2 separate regions of the Columba livia genome follow, and region 2 is linked to region 1. A link is a contact called in public Hi-C data. All regions are on one chromosome and are shown on one strand. The core of a region is the stretch at or near the end of the contact, and the rest is flanking DNA. Distances in the headings are between cores, read along the strand shown. Region 1 holds the start of PFDN4 (prefoldin subunit 4). Region 2 holds the start of LOC135575589 (a long non-coding RNA gene).

Region 1 (7,709 bases), core at 1,418-3,917:
GTTTCCCAGCTCTTCGATGCCATCTACTGGTGCTTTTCATTAAGGGTCAAACAGCCATTACAGCGCAAATAAAAAATGCCCCACTTCGATCGTTTTTATACTTAAGTATTTTCATAAGTGGAAAACAAGACCAAGGAAACTACAATATGTGCCTGACTTTATTATTTTAATAAACAATGCAAATATTCCAATCTTGATGCTTTACCAACAGTATGAAACTAACGCTTTCCTGAACAAATAAATAACTGCAATAACCAAAATACAAAAGCTCTCATTAAATAGATGGAACCCAAGACAGGAAAGAGGGTGGGAAAAAAAAAAAAAGGTGTTTTGTTTTTTGTTTTGGTTTTTAATATAATTGAAACAACGTTATCAAAACAACAAAACAAGGGAAAGTGATATGGTATATTTAGAACACCTTTAACTGTCCTCAGCCTCAAGATTTATGTTATTTCCAAATTTTGCATAGAGCTGCACTTTCAGGTCAGACAACACCCTCTGAATTGATTCCACACGGGATTCTAAGACTTCAATTTCTTCTTGTAAACTTTTCTGAAAAAGAAAAAACATCAACTAGTTATGTAAAGCAAACTGAGTCACGTCATGAGACTTTTTACAGAGCCAAACCAAGGCTGGCATGAATAGTGTACTGACATCCCAGTTATGACTTACAGTATATGCACATCCTCATCCTCAAACCATAAATCAAACACGAACTTTAGAAAGCAAAAGCTTCAAAGGATGACAAGATCATGCCATTCCAACGCTCATCACACTGTAGCAGCCAGTAAAAGGGTTTCTTTTGCCCAGACAAACCTTTGCCTCCTCCAGCATCTCTTGTGTCTCGTCTTGGGAATGACTAATGAAGACATCTCCAATTTGGTAGGGTATCAAAAGTGAATCGCCATCATCCAGCATCATAATGTCATCACAAGCATCTTCCAAATTCTGAAGTTGTTTCTATTTATCAAGGCATAAAACAAAAAAGGTTTTTACTTTGTACTAAGTAAGTTTTTTCAATTAATAGACTGTCATGCTATCAGTTGAATAAAAAACTCAATGAGTTCATATTTTGAGAAAAATCCTACCTGCCAGCATATCAACTTCAATAGAACAGCTCCAGAGCTGTAATTCACCATAAGTATTAAATTCAATGGGGCTGTATCAGGAGAAATTTCTAGTCAATACTCATTATCTGTCATTAATAGGGTAATTAACTGTCTGGACAAGGGAAATATAGAATAATATCTGATATGCACTTACACTGGAATTCTTAAACTTAGCTTAGCATAAATATGAACAATCTCAGGCAGAAAATTTTAAGAACACTACAAACAGCCGCTATATACAGACAATGCTTCATATATGACAACTAAGGAATTCTAAGAACTGCATGCAGAAATGTACTAGTGGCCTTTACTTCTCATGACTTTTTCCACTTTAACACTCTCTGGCTACTTTCAAAGTACCAAAAAATCCATATTAGAATCAAAGCATAACTGACAGTAATCCACAGCCCCTATTTTCTGTGTTACAGTTGAAAATTAATTCAAGGCAATGAAGAATAAGTCACATATGAAGCAAATATACCTTTTTCACTTCTATTTCTTCTTTTAGCTCTGTGATCCTGCTAGTATTTCTCGCAAACTTGTTAATTTTCTGTTGATCTTCAAAAGTAACATTGACATCTTCTGCAGCCTGGAAGGAGAAGAGGCCAAAATGAAAACTTCATTCCTTATACTAACTTGAATCTCACATCAAGATTATTCCTACAAAGCTTCTGAAGTTGCCTTACAGCAACTATATTCTGCTTATACACTTGATTCCTTAAATCACCTCCTGAAGGACAGCAGCAGTGCTCACATTTAGTTAAAACACCAGCTGCCCATGGCATCCTAAAGCCAGAGGTTGTCTCCTTGACAGCGCCAACAGTTGAACCAGACACCTCTGCTCCCAGATTATAGAATCACTTTGGTTGGAGAAGACTTTCAAGATCGACTCCAACCACTAAGCCAATACTGCCACATTCACCTCTAAATCATGTCACTAAAAACCAAATTTACACGTCTTTTAAACCCCTCCAGGGATGGCGACTCCACCACTTCCCTGACCAGCCTGTTCCAGTGCCTGACAACGCTTTCCATGAAGAAATTTTTCCTGATACCCAACCTAAACCTTAATCCACTGACTAGCGAACAGGATATTTTCGGCAGGGCCTGAGCCGGAGCGGCCTAGGGAAAGAGACCCCGCGCCATGGCCGCGCCAGCACCGAGAAACGCCGGACCCCATCGGGCGAGGGGCCAGGGCAGCAGCTGAAGAGCCCACGGTGGAGAAAAAAAGCGAGCAAAAAGCAAAAAAAAAGGGGCGAAAAAAATCCCGCCGTACCCTCCTACCACACTCACCGCTTTCTTCATGGTGGCAGCCATGTCGGTAGGACTGAACTATTCATCCTCCCCGCAGAGGAGGAGCTGTGGACATGGGGAAACCAGAAAAAGCGAGGGAAAGGGCCCAGCGGCAGCGACTCTGCACAGTTCACGGTTTCTCCCGCTCTTCAGCGCCCCCCAGTCCGGCGGGTTGCCCCGAGGCTACACAGGACGCGCACAATAAATCTCAACCCATCCCCGCAGCGCTTGGTACATTCCGTTTAAAGGGGAAGAGAGCCGGCTCCGCCCCTCCGCGGCCAGCAGAGGGCTGCGGCCCGCAGCGCTGCCGCCAGGGGGCGCCGTGAGGTGGGGCCGGTGCTCTGTGGCCGAAGTCGCGGCGGACGCCCGGCGCGGTGCAGCAGCAGCGCGGGGTGAACGGGTCTCCAGGACCACGAGTTCGAGCCCTGAGAGGGGAGAAAGGGGCGGTGAAGCCTGAGGCCGGAACCAGGGACTGCTCCGAGCTGTCCCCAGCCTTCCCCAGCCTCCTTTCTGGAAGCAGAGGTGGAAAACGCCTTCAAGTTCAAATCATTGAGGAGGGACTTTTTAAGGAAAAATAAATATTTATTTTTTTTCTGAAAAGTCTGGTGGGCAGCTTCTAATCAGGCACAGGGATAGCTGACATTTACGCTGTGTAATTCCCTCCACATGCTTAAGTTTATTTAGCTTCTAACAGAAGAAAGAAAAAAAAAAACCAACACACAAAACAAACCAGTTCATCAGAACATTTCCCAACCGCTGGGAAGTGGGCTGGCATTGTGTGCTCCTGATGGTGCTGTGGGTATGGAGCCCCTGATCCAAACGCCTGGAGCCTTGGTCTGTGGGCACATGTGGATTTCACACAACACAAGGACTCAAACGGAGAGGATTTCTGGAGGCACTTGCCCCGGCCCAGGCTGCCGGCGCTGTGATCAGCTCCTGCCTGGGTCTGCCAAGACCTTCCTGAAGAATGATCAGCATCTCCAGTACCCACGAGCTTTCAAAAATTTAAATATACCTCAGCTGCAAAGATTCTGAGCGATACGTTTTTGTGCCAGCATCAGGTGGGGATGGCAACAAGCCTGCAGTGCAAGATTCAGAAAGGTGTTTGAAAATATCTTCAGGTGTTTTGCTGTGATTCACCTTTCTGCTACGCCCTCCTGTGAGCTGCAGTTCAAAGTTGTCAGAGTTAGATCCGAAGAAACTACCTGGGTACAGAGAGTTCAGGGCCCTGGATGGTGTGTTTTTACAGTGTCTGGCTTTGGCAAGGAATTTGGAAAGCTGGGTTAGAGTCTGCAGCTCACTGAGCAGTGTCTAGTGGGAATTTGGATCTCCAGAAAGAAAACCAGTCAGCATTGAGACCAATGAGCTGTTTAGGGTCAGCACACTCAGTCCCAGGCCACCAAAACTGCTGAACCTTTCTCAGAGCTGCTGAGAATCACCTCCACCAGTTTGGAGTCCAAAAATCAAAACCATTTCCTGAAGGCAAAATTTATCACCTTTCTTCCTCAAGCTGTGCTTTAAAAAGTGTAATACCCTGATTGCACACAATGGTCTTGTTCTTCTAGCACTTATTCATGGTACAGGAGGCTGATGTACTCTTCCCTGCTCAGAGATGGCATCCAAATTCACGTCTCCTACCCCCCTCCTAATGCCTGAACTATAAATAACTCTGTATGTTATCCAGCGACTGTTTTAGTGACAAATACATGAACAATCAGTGGAACAGAGTGTCAGTGTTTGCTTGTGTTAGAGCTCCTTGTTCCCGAGGGACAATTCGGTCCTGCAGCTGCAGGAGAATCCTTGCTCCTCCATAGCTCATAGAAGTCCATTCCATGGGGTATCCATGGACAACAACAGAAGAGAATACCCAACAAAAGAATGGATGTGTATTTTAAGTTTCCTATTAATTTCCTGTAACTAACCCTTATTAGGAAGAGCTGAAATACGGCATGCTCCATTCAAATCTTAACACATATACTAACACCTTTCTCTCTCAGCCTTGACTTCTCCCATCATAGCTGGAGACAGTATAGCAGTCCTACTGCCTGCAAGAATGAAAAGTTTGGGTTCATGCTTTTTTACTTACAGCGAAGGAGTTTATGCCAACAGTGTTCAGCTTCACTTCATAGTAGAGCTGGTTTGGGAGCTCTCTTTCAGTACCTGCTTTTTGCTGAATAAATGCAAGAAAGTCACAACTACTTGTGGGAAAGACTGCAGCAGGTTTCTGGCTTAAAAATTACTTGAGAGAAAAACCATTCAGATCTATAAAAACATTCTACAATGGATATTTACTGAATGAAATGTTGTGTTGTTTTCAGTTCAGAATGACTGCTCATTTCAAAAGTCCTGTTATAAAAGAGTAGAAAAAATGGAATAGATAAGAAAATATTTTGAGAGCCCCTCAGGCTGACTGTTGCATTTTATTTTGGTGCATAATTTTAACTTGTTTCTTAATGAGGGAAAAAATTAATCACAAAAGTTCTCCCTGGACAACTATGTTATTATTATGTAAAAACAGAATCCAAATTCTAAATCTCTCTTTCTCTCAGAGATCAAACTCTCATCTCTCTGGCCATTCTTCTGCTCTTTCCTAAGTCAGCTACCTTCTCTCTTCTTGAAGATCCTACTGTGAAAGGATGTAACCTAAACCATAGTTATTTCCGTAGATGGATGAACTGAATAATACATGTTATGTCTGAGCCAATGTAATTTCCTTCAAGAGAAAAGGAGTGGATTTCATAAGAATTTGATGGCTTGAAGGCTTTGAAAATAAATCTTTTTCTCCCACATGCTCAGGCAAGATTTACAGTCTGAGTATGTTGCCAAGAGTAACTTACTGTAGCCCTTTCTTATGTAAATAAAAGTGAAAACAGTGCACGAGTGCAAACATCTAGTGGTGAAGTAAGATAAACTCATTGAACTCAGTGGCCTCATTTCTCTTTCAGTTGCATAAAACGACTTGCTGTTTCTTGTACTGGTCCTCATTGTTCTTGCAAGTGTGGTTCGCTTCACCTTGCGCTTCAGTGGGATCCTGTCCGCGCTGAGTATAACCCCCACACCCTCCAGCTTACGTCTCCTTTGTGGTTCTTTTTCACGTTTTCATTTCATGTTACGTGCTGTAGCCTTTTGCAACACAGCTTGGTGGGAAAGAGTCTTCCTATGCTCTTTGGTGCCTAAGTGAGTTGTTTTGAATTACCAAACAATTCACCCTTTTCCCTGAAGTTACACAGAACTCTCTCAGCCTTTGAGCATCTTGAAACACCCACGCACCAACAATGTTTGTTAATAAAAGATGCATTAGAAATTGAGAAAACTTAATGGAGATGAAGTGGTTGGTTTTTCTGGATTTAACCTTTATGAAGTGGATTGCTATTAGCAAAAACTGCACAAAATTGTACTAAAGGGGAATAGCTTCTATGTCACACTGGCACAAAGCTAGCAGTAGTGTGGCATTTCCAATATTAGACAACATGACATATTGTGGTATACAGTTCTTTATGTCGGAATGCCTATGTCTGCCCTTCTCATACCAGCATTGCAGAGGGGATGGAGGCTAAGGAAAAAAAATCCCCTTCTAAGGGTGTTCTTTTCCAGAAAGACATGCCAGCTCTTAATTATACAAGTCTTAAGTATTTGTATAACAAATCCCTCTTAATTTTTCATTCTTTCACGATCTGAGGAAAGGAAGGCAGATTTTCTCAGGTTTCTGAACTTGTTCTTCCAAAGAAAGAAAATCCCTCATGTTAGTCAAAAGCAACATCACCATTTCATCACTTATGCCCTACACTATGTTCATGCATATCCAGCATTAGTGTTATTAAATTGCATTAGCTCCTTTCTGCAAGTCATCACAATAAGCTTCACCCTCTGTGAAGGAAACTTCTCTTTTTCCTCGCTGTAACCCTTTGCAGATGGTTTTGCAGTGTCAGCTGCACCCGTGAAGCCCAGGGGAGTTTCTGCTCAGTGTTTGTGCCTGAGGTAGAAGTTGGAGATTCCCTTTTGCTGGGAAATCCCTTTATGGAGAAGCACAGCAGATGACCTTACTCCACCTTTGTGGACAAGATATTCTGTAAACAAAGTGCTTTATAATCCCATAATTCTGGCCCAGCAGAACAGTTGTTGCTTCATGCTGGTTTTATTGAAAATAAAAGGTAAGAGCTACCTTTGCAACCCTGCCCGTCCTCACCACTGCTTCGCATCTCAGTATCAAGAGCGAATGGACCAGAGTCTGAAATGCTAGCTACATATTTCTGCTACTTTACAGCCCATCTTGTTCCAGAAATGTTGGAATGGTGGAACATCTCCCAGTTTATCAGGAATTTTTTGTGGTCCACACTGGAAGTCTCTCTACAGAGCCCACAAATGCATCGGTCTTGCTCTTTTTTTTACTTTTGTGGCTCAGCTTCAATAAGAACTGTTCACAAACTACCTGAAAGTAGGTCTTCAGTTACACCTGTACAGGTAGAAATAACTTCCTTTCTAAGAGCAGCACTATCAGTGCCGGTTTCAAAAGCCAGTATGTATTTCTTGAAAAATAGCACATAAGGAGGAATAGAGTCCCGTTCCCTCCTCAACCATCACCCTCCTGGATTCTTTTCTCTTAAAGCATTGCAAATTTATTTGCCACTGAATCTGGAGGCTGGCTGTAAACTCACAGCGGGTCTGTCAGTAACATGTCCTGTCTGTAGTGTTACTCAGCATTTTTAAATTTCTTGTCTTTTAATGTCTTGTCTTTTTTCTTTGTTATTGCGGGGTGGGAGTTCTGGAGAAGACTTTTCCTCAGAGGGGCATCAGATGTGCTCATTTGACGCTTTACCAAAGACAGCAATAAATAGATTAAATGTTTTCCCAAGGGCAATAGTTACGTTCAGTAGTCATACATCTGAGGAAACTAAACTCTTCCCTAGAGAGGTCTGTGGCCAGGCATTTGAATGGAAATAAACAGCAAGATTTCAGGCACAGGCTTTATCTGATGAACTACTGCTGCAGTCTGCTCTAATCCTTCCAAAAACAATGAATAGGAGTAACCAGGATGTGGCCCAGAGGGTATTGAGTTCAACCAAGCGTAGCCCAAGTGCCTTTCAGCTGAGTAATAGCAAAGGGAGATAGAGTTTTCATATTTTCTTATGGCCCTAATGAAGACAATTGAAGCAAAATGCACTCATTTCACAGCAATTCACTAGTTCAAACTCATCTCTTTGTGGTTTTGCAGAAGTACTGCCGGATTAATAAGCATTTTTTATGTATCTACTAGACCTTTCATCAGAAAATACTCTGAAGGCCACAGACAAGGATTGTTTCACACAC
Region 2 (7,709 bases), core at 1,599-4,098, 35 kb after region 1:
AGATGCATCAAGATGACTTTCTTATTGCACAGAAGATACTAAAAATATTCAGAGTCTAACTGGCAACAAAGACATTAAAATCTTCATTACCACTGTTTTTCCTTTGCCATGTCAATCTTCTGAGAACTGTTATAAAAATTATCTCCAGCAATGATTTCTTCCTGAATTCCTTACATTTTACTGAAAACTTTCTGCTAGGACTGGTTCTGTGTCAAACTTCTTTGTCTTTGACTCTCTCTCTCACCCAAAGCAGAAGTATCCTAAATTCCATACCCTAAACCCTGAGTGTGGTTTTGTGTTTTCAGTTATTCTCCACACCACCCGTTCTATCTATATGTTGCACAAAGTCTTCCAAGTCCAGATTTGTAGCAGCCAACAAAAGCTTTGGGTAGTCAGTGGTGTGGAAAAGTCTAGTCAGGGTTTTCTTTTGTTTTCTTGGATAACCTGTTAGAAAACAGATAATAGAAAAAGAAAATGAGCTTATAGGAACTCACTGCAAAAGTTTGTCCCTCCTTCTTACCAGCAATGAACTGTATGATCTGAGAATGGATGACTGAGTTTGCTGGGATTACCACGCTTGCTTATGAGTAAGAGCACTGCCCTTGCTTTCAGCAATCATTGATCTAAAGGAAAACAGTTTGCTTCTCATCCTTTATCTTTTATTAAACACTATTAAGGGTGGAAAAAAGACCATTGGAATTTGAAACTTCAGAACCCACCCCATCCTAGTTCCTTGGAAGTGTTACAACCCATTTTACCAGCTGGGTAGCCCATAAGAACTGTAAAATTAACTACCTGCTGCAGAAAGTACACAAAGAATTTTTATTTTTTATTTAATCAAGATGTGGCTTTTCTAAGCAAACAATGTTTTCAGCAGACTTCTCATTTATAACCAGTCTCTATCCTTTGGTATGCAACTCAGCCTGCAACTTGCAGGCAGTATCTAAACCATCAAGACAATTAAAAGAGTACTCAGCCCGGTCTTGGAAACACCTTTTCTTGCGGGCAGTTTGGGAATGCACAGGGAGCAGGTTGCAAACAGGCTGGATTGTAGGGTCAGCAGCCACAGCCCAGTCCTGGCTGCTGCCACCTCAAGACTTTTCCCAGTGCGTCCTAAAGAATTTGCTGAGTGAATTAACTGCACAACCATGGTGAATCCAGTGCTTCCAGGAAAGCATCAAGTTTTTGGGAAAACACAAAATATAGTCATGTCATGTATGCACAGCAAACCTGCCCCATGCTGGGTCTACTATGTGCGTGCAGAACAAATATATGGCAGGAATCCCTTATGCGATAAGGGAAAGGCCAAAGAGTGCAGCCCATCCCAGCTCTGATGGGAGTACGTGACCCACTCTGCCCTGATGGAAAATATGGGCGCTACTGCTTGAGGTGAAAAACACCCCTGTATTTTTCCTGTGAGCTTTAACACGAGTCGTCAGCTAAGTGAAAACTCTTACATTTTTAAATTATTTTCCTTTCAGTTAGAAATTTAGAGGAGAATATATATAATAGAGGGGGTTTATTTTCCCTGAAAGTGGCCCCAAACTGTGTAAACTTTCAGGTTAAGTGCTCAATTAAAAGGTCAAATTATCCAAATAGAAAACTGAAGTGTCAGGCAATAATTGTCTACTGCACTCCGTTACCTGAAGAGTTCATTGCACACTGACCTCGTTTAAATATTATACAAACTAATGGTATGTGTGGTACTTCCTACCAGTTATGTATAACTGTTAAAAATCCAGATTTAGGTAAATATCAAGATCACTCTTCTGAAGTGTGTTAATATGAAATTGCAGGATCCAAAAATACAATAAAGATGATCTTGGAATTGCCAACGAAAATTTTTCTAAAAAATAAGAGGTGTCTATCTCTCACCAGCATGACAAAGGCTTACATAGTATGATATTTAAGCTATTACTGATATGTGCTGAAGATGTCCCATTTTATGAGCAACCCAGCGCTCTGTCCATACCTTTCCAATGTGGTGTCAATTATGATTCGATGTTTCAAGCTCATTCATTACTTGTGTCAAAAAACCCAGCCTCTATTTATACTGCCTCTGACAAATCAACAGGGACAGTGACATGGGTCCATTATATCTACCATAATCCCTGCTCAGTGCCATTTTGAAAATTAATTCAGTTCAATGCTTCATAACCAAGTTCTTGTTTGCAATTGTTAAAAAAAAAAAAGACTGCTAAGAAAGCTTTCAGTGTCAAGTTGCAGCATTCAATAGCCTTTGGTTATGCACAGAAAATGCACAGAAATGAAGAAAAGAATATACTTTAAGGTATCCTATTGAATAAATGCTTCTCCAGTGGAACTAGTCATTTTTGTTGGCAGGTGGTGACTACATTTACCTGGAATATCCTTTGGCTCCTTTTTGTACCATAGCTTGTCGACGCCGAAGTCACGGACTAGTCACACGATCAATATGATCAGACAGTAGTCACTTTATTAGCAGAATCATCAGACTTATATACACTATTTACTCCCTTATTATGCGATAGCTAAAATCTGATTGGTTGCATGCACTATTAATGAGCTGTTCGTGCGTCCTTAAACCGTTTCCGCTAGCTCAGTCCTCTTTGTCTGCGAGCACTAGATTCCCCCATGGCATCCTGCTTTTTCAGACTGGCTTCAGCCACGTACACTTGCCTTTCTTCCTCATTTTTCTGCTGCATAAGCTTGTATCAGCATTTCTTCAACCATGATTAACCTTGCTGCATCTTTGAGGCCTGCACTTTACAGACTAATCAAGTTCATATCTAAAGTGTCTGGATTGCTCACTACATGTCCTTGGTCTTCTAAAAACCCCAGGAAAATCAGGAGCAGGGTGAAAAGAGTTGTCAAAAGGTCTCATCCCAGCATGTACCCGGGATGCACACATACATCTAAGCTGGGGGCCATTCTTCTTTGAGCACAAATCTGAGTGCCAAGGTTGTTCACACCATCACCTGCAAAATGAAATAGTATTTCAATAATGTTCATATTTATCTTAATGCACATTAAAGATGGTTTCCAAAGGTTACTAAAATTGGTGGGTTCCTTTCTGTTGGGTTTGAACATGTTTAGATGAGTCTTGAAACAATTCTGTCTTTTGCACTCAGTAGCCCTGACGGTGCCACATGATACACAGATCCCCTTTCTCTTCTTACTTGTCTGTACCCTCTGGCTGAAGTCACATGCTAACTGCAAAACCATTAACCACTATGTCCTCTCTAAACCCAACCTATTATCAGCAGCAGGGAGGCTATAACCTGGTGTTTTCTGGGAGATGTGGTCTACTTCTGATAAGGGCTATCTAATCTAATCACTTCACAAAGTTGAGAAGAGATAGTAGGGACAAAAAACCTGACAAATATATATTACTTCTCTTTCTTTTAAAACTCTTGGGCACTGTAAGCACACATCATCTAAATACAACGATAAAAAGGCTTCCTGAGTCATTGATTTGGTTTGTTATGAGACCTGAATGAGTTAGCACTGACATATGAGTCACATTAAATCATTAACCCCACCTGAAAATGTCAGCATGGACTCTATGACCCCAGGAAACAAATTTAACAACAGAAAACCTTGATCCAAAAAGAAGCTAACTTTAGAATGCGACGAGTTGAGACCACACAGCCAGTCGTGGCTAGAGAGACAACCTGAGTCATGTCACGACTTACACACAGTGGGGCCATGGCTGGACAAGACAGGAAGGTAGATGCATCTTCAGAGAGTTTCTCATGCCTAAATTGGACATTTTGTTCAAAAGAAGAACAAAGGAATAAAGCTAGAATAAGAAATACTATGGCTGCCCAACAAGTTGATCGTAACAGCTGGCACATTTGTGTCCTGTCTAGTTATGCTAAAGAGAGAAATTTGATAGCCAGTTAAAGAAATGTTCAAGTTACTCTTAATTAGCCAAGTCTCCAGGAAAGGTCTTAGCTTCTCCTGGGTTTTGGTTTTATTTCATTATTTAAAAGACCATTAAAATTATAACATGCTGTGGAGTCTACCTAATTTTCTTTAAGGATATATGTGTATGTCCTTGACCTGATAATGTCTACATATTATTTTCACAGCTATGACTTATGGTTCTAATACAGATGCTAAAAAACAATCCTGACCATGAGTATGTCATAAGAACAGCTCTTTTGCAGCCAAATTCTCTGTTCAGTCACCACAGTCACCACAGTTTGTCTATTTTAATAACACAAGGGAAACAGTGTGCATTTTAGAGGCACAAAGAAAAACCAGAGTGCTTAAAAAGATGAGTCTTTTTCAGGGTAGGCAGTTAAATAGTAGAAATGTCATTTCCAATTTGAGCTGTACAAACATACTCATATGTGTACAGTTAACGGGCCAAGTTTGTCCTTGGTTGAAAGGAAAAGAGAACGGATCGAAAATTCCCTTGCAGGAGGGAGGAGGTGGCTGGAAGTACATGTGGAGAGCTACAAGGCGTGAGACTGCATGAGAGTACCCCATTTAGAGTAACAGAAATGTTCATAAACTTAAAAATGAGACTGATTCCCTCATGACACCTGCTGTCAGTGAGGAGAGGGCAAGGCAAGGAATGGCTTGTTTTCTGGCAATAGGAGTTGTAGGACACAGATGTCAGAAATATTATAGTTGTGTAAATTATGTTCTGAACGTCAGTCCCTTGCTGACACTCAGGTTTGAGGACAGATTAAGCAAACTAATTTTCAGACTACTCCATATCCATTGCCAAATGAGTAAAAACCCCATGGTAAGGTAAACTGCCAAACTCCCAGACAGTCCAAATCTCTGTTTCAAATAATCCCAGGTTTGACATTTCAGTTGGCCTTTAGCTTGGTGTCAAGGAGGGCGTATGGCTGAAAGCTGGTTTCTGCTGGGGAAATTATGCAAGTTGTACTGGCTTGGGAAAAATTTGGTGGTTTTAACAGGACTTCTCTTGAGGCGCTGGGTTCTTTCTAGTCCAGAATTCATAAACTGACTGCAAAACAATTGTGCAAAGATAAACACAGCGGACAACTACGAACCAGACCAAACAGGTTTGGAAAGGCAAACTGCTGAAGTCATACCTGCAGGATGAACTGAGAAGACCAGAAGTCCACATGCTCGGATTGTAGTCACTGTAATGTCCTTTGGGAACTTGAACCTGGATTGAAAGAAAATACCAAATAATGGACACAACTGAAGCTTGCTGAAACAACGGAACTTTTTGGTGGATACAATACTCTCATTTGGTGGAAATAATATAAAAGAAAAAGGCTTGTTGCTAGGAATGTTCTTCTTTCTTATAATTACCTAGGTGCTATCTAAATTATTGAACAATCAGACTATTGAATCATTGGAATTACTATTTCATGTGAGACTTTTGGTCAATCAATGATCCTGCTGCCTCCAGGAGTGCTCCAAGACCTTCAAACCAAGGCATGAGAAAGATGGATTTAGCTAGGTGCCAAACACATTGTTCCTTATTAGGGTTCTCTTAATCTCTAGTAAGAGATTGTTCTAAACCCTAAAACATTTAATTTAAGACTACGTCAAAAGCACACCAGCATTAGCCATTGTTACCCTGGATAATTATTTTTCATGTGTCAGCGAATCTCCTTTGGAGGTTTCTGAAATCTCAGCTTCACACGTGCTGTGGTTCAACCTTTGCCATTTGTAATAGTCACTGTGTTCACCAACATATCAGCATTTGAAAAAAAGGAGATGCCAAACCTAAAAGTGCAAGGTGTGAAGTCATGAAGGAGAAAGGAGTGGCAGGAGGCACAGCATTTACCAAACTGATAAACTCTGCAGTTTATCAGGGATATAAAGGAGACAAATGACAACACACCTATGTATATCTGATGTATTGCTTTAATGATTAAATCCAAAAAAACCCAAGTCCATAAGAAACGCTAGCTATGGTGCTGTGCAGCTGACCTTACTAGTGAGACTGATGGGGAAAGTGAAATGCAAACCAGACACAGCGTTCCAGGCACTCCCCGATGAGTCACTGTTGCAGCAGACAACATCAATGAGAAATGCTGATTGCCAATTTTCCATTCTTTCCCCAGATATTGCTTCCTTAACTTCGCCTTTCACAAATCTCTCTTTCTTATGCTGTTCAACGTACTCCTCTGATCAGATCCTCCCTGTCAGTCATCTGCCTGCATCTTGCACCAGCTTTCAGAGCAAAAGAGAAATGCCAACGTGCAGCTCAAGTGAGAGTTTTGGCCCCGAGAATCCTCATTTGTAATTCAGTGAGACCGCACTCCTTCCAGCTGCCTACATCGTTCACTTGTAACTGGCCAGGCATGTGTTTTCTCAAATCCATTTCCAAAATTAACAGTAACAGCCGCATTGCCAGACAACAGGCTCCCATTGACCGGGGGGCATTCTTTCTGTAAGTACCAACAAGTGCGAGAGTTACACATCTGTCATCTCAATGGAGATATAATAGAGAATGACCTTTTGTCTGGCTCAAACGCTCAGGTCTTGTGCTGCAGTGTGTGGGCTCAGCCAATTTGTAAATAGATGAATACAAAGTGATTCAGGTAAGGTTACACAGGCAAAAGGGTACTAAGTGTGAGCGTCTAGCCAAAATCATCCTGTGTTTAGTAAGGATTAAGACAAACTATTTTCAGCAAGTAATTCTTCCATTGGAAAATAAGGTGAGAGGGAAATTGTTCTTAGATATGGATGAAACTACCTAAATCATGTGAACAATTTTGGCAAGAAAAAAGAGTAGGTAAAAATATTCCAATAAATTCAGAAGTTTTGTTTTCACTTTGTAAATCCTTAACATCTGTTTTTAAACAAATTAGAGTGGGTTATGTAACACATACTTTCTGATCAAATAAAGTTTTCCCAATGATCTAGCTCATTTGAGGATTTCTTTTTCACTTTCTGGAGAAATATTTTCATTTTCAGTCATCTCTGAGTAATTTTTTCACTCACTGAACTGCAGTGCTCATTGTTAAGTGTTAGATGTTGACAAGTCACCTGTGAACGCATGACAGAACTATGCAGAGAGAGAAAGGGATTCCCATCTTTTAGTCTAATACCCCAAATGGAAGACGTTGCTCTCTGAAGGCATTTTATCTTAGCGGGAGCATCTCTGACCATTCACAATAGCACTGAGCAGGTGGAACCACTCAGATGCAGAAATGAGCATCTGTAACCCAAAGCATCAGCACCCAGGGGTGGTTTTACCTCTTTAGGAAGGGCAGGGGGGTCACGCAGCTCCAGGGTTCAGCTCCAAAGTGGGTGTCAGACGCCAAACCCTCTCCAGTGGATGCTGCCTTTTGAATCCCAGGGACTGTTTCCTTGCTGCCTCTTGGTCTAAAATAGTGCACATCCTGCACGATTTAAGGCTGCCATCTGCCGTCAGGCTGCCTGACACAGGCAGCAAAGTCCCTGAGCTCTGGGACACACCTCTCCCCAGTTTTGCTGTCATAATTGGGAAAATGTTTCCAGCAGGATTAATTCATCCCCATTTTTATGTTTCAGAATTGTATGGGAGTTGTGGGGTTTTATATATATTTTTTGCTGTCTCATGCATTATAGTTGCCATCATCTCTCTAACTCATAACTGAAACAAACAAACAAACAAACAAAATACAAGAAACCTACACCACTACAAAAGTAGTGTAGTTAGTTCAATGATTTGATTATAGTTTCAAAATAAAATTTATAGGGTGAATTAGCCTCTATATATGAATGAATTTTGTCGGTAGCAGCAA

The links. A called contact is a pair of places that touch in the nucleus more often than the background predicts.
Region 2: a Hi-C map of liver shows a contact between it and region 1, with 1.8 times the contacts expected there. The contact joins the enhancer-like site here to the promoter of PFDN4 in region 1. A contact is called at or near these places in 2 of 2 Hi-C or Micro-C datasets (crop and liver).

Annotation. Positions count from the first base shown.
Region 1 is chr16:11,709,992-11,717,700 of bColLiv1.pat.W.v2, forward strand. PFDN4 (prefoldin subunit 4) reads right to left here and starts at 2,668. Exons shown (of 4, transcript XM_005499627.4): 1 at 2,403-2,668; 2 at 1,591-1,698; 3 at 817-960; 4 at 141-552. The coding sequence starts at 2,426. The coding sequence ends at 421.
Region 2 is chr16:11,745,268-11,752,976 of bColLiv1.pat.W.v2, forward strand. It overlaps LOC135575589 (a long non-coding RNA gene), which reads right to left and starts at 7,405. Exons shown (of 4, transcript XR_010466639.1): 1 at 7,180-7,405; 2 at 5,055-5,131; 3 at 2,361-2,957; 4 at 1-444. Within about 2 kb of position 2,849, at least 1 of the 3 cell types and tissues checked has an H3K27ac peak away from gene starts, as active enhancers do.